Regions from separate parts of the Mus musculus genome. Here region 2 is linked to region 1. A link is a contact called in public HiChIP or PLAC-seq data. All regions are on one chromosome and are shown on one strand. The core of a region is the stretch at or near the end of the contact, and the rest is flanking DNA. Distances in the headings are between cores, read along the strand shown.

What was found. HiChIP or PLAC-seq counts read pairs in DNA pulled down with a chosen protein or histone mark.
Region 2: a FOXA1 HiChIP or PLAC-seq map of pancreatic cancer cells shows a contact between it and region 1. The contact joins two enhancer-like sites. A contact is called at or near these places in 2 of 39 promoter capture datasets (pre-B cells and stem cell-derived epiblast-like cells), 1 of 115 datasets of contacts at active chromatin or transcription factors (pancreatic cancer cells) and 1 of 9 other capture datasets (pancreatic islet).

What each region holds. Positions count from the first base shown.
Region 1 is chr9:53,274,687-53,280,511 of GRCm38.p6, forward strand. No RefSeq gene overlaps it. Among named protein-coding and RNA genes, the nearest start is that of Exph5, 24 kb to the right of the region's middle. Within about 2 kb of position 4,530, at least 23 of the 459 cell types and tissues checked have an H3K27ac peak or open chromatin away from gene starts, as enhancers often do. A contact at or near this core is called in pancreatic cancer cells, where this site is marked.
Region 2 is chr9:53,593,988-53,600,475 of GRCm38.p6, forward strand. It overlaps Acat1 (acetyl-Coenzyme A acetyltransferase 1), which reads right to left. Exons shown (of 12, transcript NM_144784.3): 2 at 4,098-4,145; 3 at 1,296-1,413; 4 at 707-802; 5 at 419-519. Among named protein-coding and RNA genes, the nearest start is that of Acat1, 13 kb to the right of the region's middle. Within about 2 kb of position 5,139, at least 13 of the 459 cell types and tissues checked have an H3K27ac peak or open chromatin away from gene starts, as enhancers often do. A contact at or near this core is called in pancreatic cancer cells, where this site is marked.

The DNA of each region.
Region 1 (5,825 bases), core at 3,280-5,779:
TGCATATTGCCTTTGTAAAAGATTGAAATTCTTTTCCTCTTTTCTGGTTCACAAAGAGTTTACAAGCACAGAGTCTTCTCGGATGGCCAGTGAGGGGCTTCTGGCTGGCTTGCCAGAGAAAGGAGCCCTAGCAATAAACCCTTTACTTAACTCCCTGCTGCTAAACAGCATGTGTTCATCTCCAGAAACCAGCACTTATTAAAGCACAGAGAGTTACAGAATAAGAGACCAGAGCTTATTAAAGCACAAGTAGTTAGAGAAAAGAACCCAGCACTTAGGAGAACACAAACAGTAGGATTATAAGATCAAGGGTCATTCAGTCTTCAGGCTTTGTCTGGCTCTGTGCTCCACCTCAGGTCATTCCTCTAAAGGCTGGGCAGGTCCCTGAAAATCCTGTTTTGTTACTTATGTTGATAAATTGTGGATTCTTTCTTTCTTTTTAATTTTCTTTACTTAACATATAATTTTCAAATTTAAAAGCTGGCTCATAGTTAATACATGAACTGTAAACACATGAGTGACCTTATGTTTGTGCTTTTTTTTGAAGTTGTGTTTAAGTGAAGGTAAGTCAAGAAAGAATGGTTATGACTAGAGTAGGAGACAGGAAACAGGCATTGCAGTCCTCTTCTTTCTATACATTGAGACATATAGAATTACAGTGTGACCTTTTGTGATGATTGCTTTTGCATAGTTGTGACTAAAAATACATGAAAGATCAACTTTTTTTAAAGATTTATTTTTGTGGTTTTGTATGTGTCCATATTCATGCTGGTTTCTTTTTCTTTTTTTAAAGATTTATTTATTTTATGTATATGAGTACACTGTAGCTGTAGAGATGGTTGTCAGACTTCGTGTGGTTGTTGGGAATTGAATTTTTAGGACCTCTGCTCGCTCTGGTTGGCCCTGCTTGCTTCGGCCCAAAGATTTATTTAGTATTATACATAAATACACTGTAGCTGTCTTCAGACACACCAGAAGAAGGCGTCAGATCTCATTATAGGTGGGTGTGAGCCACCATGTGGTTGCTGGGAATTGAACTCAGGACCTTTGGAAGAGCAGTCAGTGCTCTTACCTGCTAAGCCAACTCACCAGCCCAAATAACTTCTTTTTAAAAGAAGGATTACATTGCTCACAGTTTCAGAGGGTTTGGATCACGGCTGCTTAGCCCATGCACTTGAGCAGGGTATCACCTTGACAGGGCATGTGGCTACAGAGAGGTGAAGAGTCTTAAGGTATGTAACATGGTGGCTTAGTCAGCTATTTGCTTTGATTTTGAGCCTCTTACCTGGCCTCTACTGGTCTTCTGTTGTCTACCAAATCAAGAACCCACCAATAGCTATATAAGTGTAGTGGGCGATTCCCTCTCCCTGACTCAAAGTTGTGTAAGTGCCCATCACCCCACAAAGTGTCAGAGGCTCTTTATTCATGATGCACAGAAGCAGAGAGCAAGGAGAGGACTTGGGACCAGATATAACCTCCAAACCACACCTCCGGTGACCCAGTTCTTCTAGCTAGGCCCCAAATTCTAGAGTTTCCACCACCTCCTAAAATAGCCTGTCTATCTTGGATCTCACTATGTGGATCAGGCCAGCCATGAATTTATAGAGATCCATCTGTCTGAGGGCTGGAATTAAAGGTGTATGCTGTCACATCTGGCCTAAAACCGTAAGAAGAAGAAAAAAGAATTAAAAGTTGCAAGATGTCAAAGATCCATACATAAATCCATAGGCCTTTTACTCAGAAAATGCAGACACAAAGAAGACAATTGAAGGCACGCAATGGAAGAAACAGGAAAACTGTTTCCCCATCCCCCACCCCCTTTTTTTAGTGGATCACAAAGGATTATGAAACACCACCAGATGTGGTGAGTCACATCTGTAATCCCAGCACTCAGGAGACTGAAACAGGATGATTGTCTTGATTCCAGGTCCATCTTGAACTGACTAGTGAGAACCAGATAAGCCTGGACTACAAGTAACAAAAAAAGAGGGGGGAAATTAAGGACTGCCCAGCAAGGTTAGCCAGTCATATTTGGCCAGTGTTTGTTTTCAGTAGTGTCCAAGCTGACACAAAATTCAACCCAAAGTCCTGGGTACGCAGTTAATAAAAAAAATTTTTTTTTTCTCAAGAACCAGCCTAGGGCAGTCATGAGAATTAGGTAGCATGGGATTAGATTTCTCAAGGGGTTGTTGTCGCCGTGAGTCATATTTGTTATAAGGTGACTACTGTTGATGGTTGGTGATGCTGCCTATTTTTCATTTATATGGGACTATGGAGAAAAAGGAAGTAGGCTTCACAATATAAATAATTTTGAATTTTTAAATCTTTTTATAAGGCCGCTCTTCTTGATTCTAAATCAGGTTTGAGTTGTTTGGTGGAGATTATTAGCTTTCTCAGAAACTCCAGTGTAAGCTGGACAAGATGACTCCTCAGGCAGACAAATACATGACATAAGTCTTTTCCAGCCAGGATTTATGTACTGCATGTATTGAGACTATTTTAGAACATTCTAAGAAAAAAAAATGTGTTTAGGAAAAATATTTCCTAATGTTAGGAGGTCCCTTTCTTCTAAAACTGGGATAACTAAAAATGAGTGTACTGGTGTACACACATACCAGCTACCTCTAATCCTTAAACAAATGTTCCCCGTTTTATGTCTTCAAATACATCTGAAATTTTTTGTGTCTGAGAGAGACATTGTCTATTTACATAGCTTTGGATGACTTGGAACTCATTATGTAGACCAGGCTGGCCTTGAACTCACAGACACATTTGCCTTGCCTTTGCCTCCCATGTGCTAGGATTACTATGTTCCCCGACACCATCTACCCCTGAGTTTTAAAAAATAGGTTGTCGTGTGTGTGTGTGTGTGTGTGTGTGTGTGTGTGTGTGTATCACTCTAAAAATATATATATACTCCATCAGGGTTGGAGAGATGTCTCAGTGGTTAAGAGGGCTTCCTATACTCCCAGATGACTCAAGTTCAGTTCAAGCACCCACATGAGTGGCTCATAACCACTGTAACTCTATTTCCAAGGGGATCTGACACTCTCTTCTGGTCTCCAAAGGCACTCACATACACTCAGCATATAGACACACACCTCACACCTACACACACACACACACACACACACACACATCCACACCACACACAAAGTAAAAGTGAATTCTTCTAGTGCCACAGAAACTTAGAAAGGGAAGAGGAAAGAGAAGGTGTCAAACAGCTTATGATGTTCCCTAACAGGCTAGGACCATGCAATGATGCTAAGCATCCAGCTTACATGGCTTCCATTTCAGGAGGCTTTTAAGTCTACCCAGAATTCTGCTGTGAAGTCATTAGCTTTCATTAACCAGATCCAACCCAAAGACTTCTCATCAGATCTAGAATTTCTTTGCTATACCTCTGATGTTGAAACAAAACACACAAAGGGAAAGAATACAGGCCTTGCCCCATCTACACCCTCACAAGGTGACTCAGTTTCCATGCCCACATATGGACATCTGCACTCTGCAACCTCGTAAGACAGCATCATCAGGTAAAACTCCCACCTCTCACTAACCACGGAAGTAGTCCTGCTCTGATTCCAAGTCACCTTCCTCTTCTGCTCACTTCCTATTGGCACACTCTCTCTCCGGTACCCAACTATGAAGATGCGCTAACACCCAGAATTCTTAGAGTATAGAGGAGGACATTGAACTAGGACACAAAAAGTTTTCCTCCTTTCAAATGTAATGGTCTGAGTGGTTTCCGTCTGTTAACCTCGCTTAGAATGGAAAGCAAAGGATTGATTAAAAATTCAAAGTAATTAAAACGGTGTGCTAAATAAATAAATAAATAAATAAAACAAAGAACCTTCAAAGTAGTTTTAAATAAACTTGGGGGTACTTTTTCTAATCCTGTACATTTAATGGGTGGTAAAATGCAGATGGCCTGGGGACTAGCTGAGGATTTTTGATCCCAAATTGGGAGTGCATTTTGGTTTAAGTCAATCGAATGTCATTTTAAGAAAGGCCTTGTTTAAAACTCTTTTTTTTTTAAGATTTATTTATTTATTATGCTGTAGCTGTCCTCAGATACTCCAGAAGAGGGCATCAAATTTCATGGTTGTGAGCCACCATGTGGTTGCTGGGATTTGAACTCGGGACCTTCGGAAGAGCAGTAAGTGCTCTTAACCACTGAGCCATCTCGCCAGCCCCTGTTTAAAACTCTTATCTTAGCCAAGTTACCCTTTTGGGTTTTGTCCCTTCAACAGCTTGTGAAGTTTTAAAGGGCAGGCTAGGCTACAAGTACCCTGGGCTACTAGGACAGTATTAAGTTGCTTGGATGCTTAGAGGTAGAGATATTCTTACTATTGCAAATTCAGCCAGGTACACCACTCCTGCTCTGGAATGTGGTCACCTGGCTATCATGGTGAAGATGTTGACCACAGCAAAGAGGAAGCAATCTTTCAGGAGAAACCAGGAGGCATCCTTCTACTTAGTCAACACACACACAAGATTAGGTGATGACTCACGCAATACCAATGAAGCAATTGGTAGACAACAGGATTTAAAATTAAACAGAAATTGTGAGTCACATCGGTCATGCTTTAGTTTGAATATCCAGGTTGTTTTGCTTCTCAGTTAAGTAGTAGGTAGCATACTTGCATACAGAGGAAAACAGAAAGCACACATTATTTGTTTTTTAAACTTAGATGCTCTTTATTTCACACACACACACCACAGACACACAAATCTGTAGTTTTAGACCTATGAAGGAAATGAAGTGACTTGTTTTACATTTTCTTTATTCTCCTTTTTTTTTTTTTTTTTTTTTTTTTTACATATTCCTAGGAGTTATTCCTATACAAGACTAGCCTCTGAGCTGAACTGCCACGTCTTCACCAGCCAGCTGGGCCAGCTTGCAAAAGATCACCACAGCTGGACTGGTTGGTTATTGATGTTGTCTCCTAGAAGATACGGAGTGCTGAAGAAGGAAGGATGGGGAAGGCCAGGGGTATCCAGCAACTCTTCCCAACAAGTTGTATGCAGTTGTGCATGTGGCCTCAGTGAGGGGCTAGAGTATATAGGAGGGAAAGGGCTAGGAGACAGGGCTCCTTATACATAGCCATGGGGCAGTCACCATCCATGCTGAGTGCAAACCTTACAGTGTGGGTAAAGGTCACTCATGATCCTTCTTACAACCCTTTACCCATTGTTTGGTAAGTTTAATATTGCTTCCTCAGAGTGAGCTGTGATGTAATCATTTGCAGTTGGAACCTTAGGAGGACAGGTAGACATTCTTTCATTTTCTGCCAGGGAAAGAATCTAGGAAAAGTTATATAATCACTCAACTGCACATTCCTCAAGTAACATGCCCTACATTATTGTGAATAGCTACTAGAAGGGAAGAGAGTTGAATTTTTACCATAGGAAAACATCTCTTATGAACAGCATAGCAACTGCTCTTAAGATAGTATTAACTGTTCCCTCTTAAGAAGTACGGTTGAAAAGGCATGGTTACAAAAGAACTGCAAAGTCACAACAGCAACAGCAGCAGCAACAACAATACAACCATAATTGATAAACACTACTTTCCCCTATCACTTTTAATAAGAAACAGGCTGCTCTTTCTAGCAGTTAAGCCTTTCATCATCTGTGTAGATATTAGCATAATGAAAACTTTCTTTACCAAGGCCTTAGTTGTGTTGGCTTTCCATAGTATCTTCCATACAATGGGTGTCTAGCATGTATTTGATGCATGAATAGCTGAAGGCATTAATGAGTTTGAAAAGCTAGACTTCTTAGAGGTCTTCTGAACAGAGTTCTTAAACTGCTTTGACACT
Region 2 (6,488 bases), core at 3,889-6,388, 320 kb after region 1:
AGATATCTAATGTCCTTTCTGACCTCCGTGTGCACTAGGCAAGCATGTGCGGCACATACACACATGCAAGGCAAGTACTCATAAAATAAATACTTTTTAAAAGGAGGTGGGGGTTAGAAATGTGGCCCAGCCATTAGGAGCACGTGTTGCTCTCTCCTGGGACCCAAGGTTGATTTTCTGCTCCCACGTGGTGAGTCATAACTGTAACTCCTGTTCCAGGGGAGCCAGTGCCCTCTTCCGGCCGCTGAACCCCAGGCATACATGTGACGCCCAAATACATACAGGTAAAACATTCACACACATACAAAGGGAATAAAGAATGAATCTCACCACTACAATATAAATGTGCTTAGATATTTTAGTATTTTCTAGAATTTAGAGTTTTTCCAAGTAACAGATAAAACAAGGGGTTTCTTACCTGATGTCCACACATAAGACTTTGAGAGGCCATCATGATGGCTTTCATTCCTGAAGCACAAACCTTGTTTACTGTGGTGCATGGAGTGGAAATAGGTAAACCTAAAGCCAACATAAATCAGATTTTTGAAAAGTAGAAACAGTTTTCAAAAACAACTGTAAAATTAAAATAGAGCTTGTAACTATAATTTGCAAATTTCATTTCTATAAGAGCTGTGCATTTAATACTTTAGCTGGTCTTGACACTTTAATGCATACTAAGTATAAAAGCAAATGTGTGTTTTCATACCTGCGCCCAGTGTTGCTTGCCTGGTAGGGGCCTGTCCTTCACCCCCTTGGATGACATTGCCCATGTAGACTTCCTTCACTTCTTCTTTTGGAATCCCTTTTAAAAACAGCAAAAAAGGACTGTCCTGGATTTATTCAACCCATTTTTCTTTCCTTTTTAAGATTTTATTTGCTTTTATTTTGTATGTTGCAGGTGTTTTGCCTGTGTCTGTTATGTGCATGCAGTGCCTAAAGTGGCCAGAAGAGGGCATCGACTCGCCTGGAACTGAAGTTCTGGACAGCTGTGAGCTGCCATGTGGAAACTGAACCAAGCCCTCTGAAGAGCAGCGAGTGCCCTTAACCACTGAGTGAGCTATCCAGCCCCAGCCTTCAATTTATATAATCAAGATTACCAAGCAAATTCCATGACACAAGACAGGAATGGTTTCTTTTTCCTGTTAGTTTTGGATTCCTTCCTGTGTACCTATGACAAGGCATTTAGATATGGAAGAATCATGTCATTTCTAAGAGGAATATAGTCAGCAAATGTAAAATAAGTATGTGTCACCCATCATTTGTCCCCTCAATACCAAAACAGTTCAACCACTGACCTGCCTTCTCAATGGCTCCCTGAATTGCAGCAGTACCAAGTTTAGTGGCCGGCTGAGAGGCAAGGCTGCCCAGGAAGGATCCAATGGGAGTTCTTATAGCACTTACTATAACCACTTCCTGGCAAGACAGAAAAAGGTAAAAATTAGCATAGGCATACTCAAATTCTCTTTCATTTAATAAACATTCATACCCAGACAACTTATGAATAGTTATTTAGCAGCTGGAAAACACCATGACACACCACAATTTAAGGCACAACGGAAAGACAGGACAAGAGTGTGGCTCAGTGATAGAGTGCTTGTCAGGCGAGCACAAGGCCCTGGGTTCAATCCACAAATCCACAGAGGCTGGGAGGGGGCAGGGAGGAGCAGGTGTGGATACAACAGGGATACAGAGGGAGGTGAAGAAAGAAACTAAGGCAAATTCTAAAGCAGACATAAAAATCCTTCCCAGCAATTTCTGGGATGTTTAACAGCAAAGGCTTAAACTCGGGCAGTCTGCTCAGTCTGCCTTAAAACTCAGGCAGTCAAGGTGGCCTAGCGGTAAAGGTTTGCAATGAGCCCTGAACAACCTGAGCTTGATCCCAGGGGAAATGTCCCATGTGTATATGTACACACTGAGAGTGCGCACACACACACGCACACACACGCACACACACACACACACACACACGCACACACGCACACACACACGCATGCACACACGCACACATGCACACACACACACGCACACACACATGCGCACACACACACACACACACACGCATGCACACACACACGCACACGCACACGCACACACACAGGCCCCAAATAACTGTTTGTTTTGGGAGGGATTTTTTTTTTAAATAAATCTTTTTTTTAAAAGATTTATTTATTTATTGTATGTAAGTACACTGTAGCTGTCTTCAGACACACCAGAAGAGGGAGTCAGATCTCGTTACGGATGGTTGTGAGCCACCATGCGGTTGCTGGGATTTGAACTCTGGACCTTCGGAAGTCCAGTTGGGTGCTCTTACCCACTGAGCCATCTCACCAACCTGGGATTTTTTTTTTTTTTACACGTAACGCTGGCCACGTGGAACTTCCTACATAGACCTGACTAGCCATGAAATCAGAGATTACCCAACTCCTGAGTGCTAGGGTTAAAGATTTATATCCAGCAATAATAAAGTTTTTTTTTTCCCCAAAGACACTGTTGCAGTCTTCAGACACACCAGAAGAGGGCATCAGATCCCATTACAGATGGTTGTGAGCCACCATGCGGTTGCTGGGATTTGAACTCTGGACCTTCGGAAGTCCAGTTGGGTGCTCTTACCCACTGAGCCATCTCACCAGCCTGGGATTTCTTTTTTTTTTTTACACGTAACGCTGGCCACGTGGAACTTCCTACATAGACCTGACTAGCCATGAAATCAGAGATTACCCAACTCCTGAGTGCTAGGGTTAAAGATTTATATCCAGCAATAATAAAGTTTTTTTTTTCCCCAAAGACACTGTTGCAGTCTTCAGACACACCAGAAGAGGGCATCAGATCCCATTACAGATGGTTGTGAGCCACCATGTGGTTGCTGGGAATCGAACTCAGGACCTCAGGAAGAGCAGTCAGTGCTCTTAACCGCTGGGCCATCTCTCCAGCCCCAGTAATAAAGTTTTAAAAACTTTTATAAATGGTAACCTTACAATATAAAAAACAAAAAACTGCTTCAATAAACAACATTGAGGTTGAAGAAATAGCTCAACACTTAAGACTGCATGTTGTTTTAACCTGAGAACCAGAAATAAAATCACAGCACCTCTGTAACAAGCCAGGTGCCTCACAAACTCCTGTGACTCCACTACGTGAGGTCTGACACCTTATTCTGGCCTCTACACATGAAGCATGTGTAACCCGCCCCCCAGGCATGTATACATTCACACAGACACAGACACACACAGTATCTATCTGTATAAGTGAATGTTTTGGGGTGGCAGGGCTTGGAGAAGAGAGTGTCAGGTCCCTTGGAATTAGAGGTGCATGTGGTTAAGATCGACCTAACTTGATTACTAGGAATTAAGTACAAGTTCTCTAGAAGAGCTGCAAATGCTCTTAGCCATTAATCTATTAAACTAAAAAATAAACAACACTAACCAAAAGCTCCTTTACTACAGAACAAAGTCCTGGGCTAGCAAGCCATCTGTATGTGCTACAAGAACAGCACCAACTAGAACATAGCCAGAACCATAATTTCCTTAACTACAAAATGAAAAGTGCTAAGTCCTCGTCAATGCCATGAAACACACTCTCCTTGTGTTTGGTTCCTACAGTCTCCAAAAAGCACTGGATGCAGTAAAAGCATGGAAGACTTGGTCTCACTTTGGGAACCTATAAACAAAGGCAGAGATCATAACTAGGAAATGAAGCAAAGGTCTTCTGGGTTAACCCCTAGGCAGTCAGTTCCTCTCTTGCCGAGTCTCTCGTGTCCACTGCACTGCACCACCTACAGTGCAATGTGGGCCCCTCATAATAAAGGAAGTTTTGGAGGAAAACTGTTTCATAGTGTATTATAGGGAATTATTCACAGACTGAATGAACCACTTTTGTGATAATATAAGAACTTAGTATGTGAATTGTCAGCTTTCCCGAGCCACTGTATAATCCCATTAATCTTCAAATATATTCAAGACAAAAAACTGTATGCAGCTCTGTTTGATGTGATAGGGTTGGTGATCCTCAAGCCATGAGCCACCTTGCCTAGCAACATGTGAGTCTCTACTGGCAACACACCTTTACATTCTTGAAGGTGCAATTGAAACTTTACTTACATTCAAAGTGGGTTTGGATGCATAACTTCGTTCCAGGCATCTTACTTCCTGTAAGGTAAATGTTTATGTTATAATATTTTAAAATTCATCCATTAATTTTACACTTAGCAATAATAGAATCAAAGTGACTTTCTTCATTTTTACACTTTTATTTCCAAGTTTTCCACAGTCTATATACACCGCTCTTATAAAGAAAATGCTTATAGCCAATATTGCCTTTCTTTTTTTTTTTTTTTTTTTTTTTTTTTTTTTGGTTTTTCGAGACAAGGTTTCTCTGTGTAGCCCTGGCTGTCCCAGAACTCACTCTGTAGACCAGGCTGGCCTCGAACTCAGAAATCCACTTGCCTCTGCTTCCCAAGTGCTAGGATTAAAGGCGTGCGCCACCATCACCTGGCCAATATTGCCTTTCTTTTGTGTGTGTGGTTTTTTTGTTTTTTCTTTTTTCAGACAGGGTTTCTCTATGTAGTCCTGGCTATCCTAGAACTCACACTGTGGACCAGGTTGACCTTGAACTGAGAGATCCACCTGCTTCTGCCCCTGAGTGCTGCTGGAGTTGAAGGCATGTGACATAACTGCCCAAGCTTAAATATTACTTTTCTGGTGAGCTTTTCTTTTCTTTGGAAACATACTGTAGGGTTGTGGGGTCCCATGTCCACTTGGTCACAGGTCACAGCCGCTGGAGAATCCCGTAGGCGGGACCCCACACTGTCGCCTTAGGGAAGCCCCAGGTCACTGCTCCTCTCCGGGTGAGGAAGCACAGTCTGAAGTGAAGAGGCCAGGGCTGACTGGTTCTCAGGCTCTAGGACGTCCAGGCACCACTGGAAGAGCTGAGAATGGAGTGGGTTCCACCCCTAGGGCTGGATCTAGCCCAGGGCTGGGGTGGGGAGAGGGGGTCTTTTGCTTGATGACTGTTGTGGCTGGGAGTGCAGAGAGGCCTTCTATGGGAGATTAACATAGGCAAAGGCCATCTCCATGGCTCCCCACTCAGATCCCAGTGAAAAGAGGCAGCCCGTGGTTTTGAGGCATTTATTGCCATGGCGGAAAGTGGATGAGTAAAACCAAACACCACTTCTCAGGGCGGGCCTGAGGTTAAGCAGCTTTTGCAGGGAGGAGCATCTGGGAAGGAAAGCTTATTGGCTATGCCCTCCAGGCCTTTAGGTACCTCATTAAAACAGAGATCTGCCTTGAGCCTACGTGGCCTGTGGTCACATCCTTTCCTACCTATGGGGTGCTTGGAGAGCTGTCCTTATATGAGTGATGGCCACAAATCCATGGGAGCCTGCACCTAGTGACAGTGGCCTAGTACCCAGGAACAGGCAACACTCCTACTGTCCCTTCAGGGTCCCCAGGGCTTCTAGCCTTAGCACAACGAGGAACCAGGAGACCTTCCACTGTCCTACAACATACATTTTAACTTTTGAAGAGCTGCCATTTGTGTATGGATGTTTTGTCTGCACGTATGTGTAACTGTGCGCCACATTCATGCAGTAGGGGACAAAAGGCATAAGATACTCTGCGACTGGTGATATAGAGGATTGTGAACTGCCAGGTAGGTATTAGGAACTGGACAGGTCCTCTGCAAGAACTTCCAGAAAAATCACCGGGCCACCGTTCTAGCCCCTAAAACTTTTTAAGTAAATATAAAACAACAAAGATTCTTAATTGTAAGTAAATACTCTGTGAGATGTTGAAGCATCTTGGGTATATGTCCAGGAGTGGTATACTGGGTCTTGAGGTAGAACTAGTCCCAGTATTCTGAGAAAATGCCAAACTGATTTTCAAAGCGGTTGCACTAGTTTGCACTCCTACCAGCAATGGAGGAGTGCTCCCCTTTCTCCGCATCTTTGCCAGCATGTGTCCTCTTGAGTTTTTGATCTTAGCCATTCTGATGGGAGTAAGATGGAAACTCATAGTTGTTTTTAGTTTGCATTTCCCTGATGATTAAGGATGTTAAACATTTAACTGCTTCTCAGCCACTCGAGATTCCTCTGTTGAGAATTCTGTTTAGTTCTGTACCCCATGTTTCAATTAGGCTATTTGAGTGAGTTGTTGGGATCTAGACCTCCCTGCTCATATATAGCAGATGTGTTCATGTGGGTTCTGAACAACTGAAACGGGGGCTCTCCCAAATGCTGTTGCCTGTACACGGGATATGGGATATGTTCTAGCTGGGCTGCCCTGTCTGGCCTCAGTGGGAGAGGAAGCACCTAGCCCCGAAGAGACTTGAAGTGCCAGGGTGGGAGGCATAACCAGGGCCCCCCATTCCACTCAGAGGAGAAGGGGAGGGGGAGTGGGGAAAGGATTTGTTGCGGGGATGACTGGGAGGGGAGTAGTAAGCGGGATGTAAAGTGAGTAAGTAAAACAAAATAAAATTAAATTAAAAAAATAAAG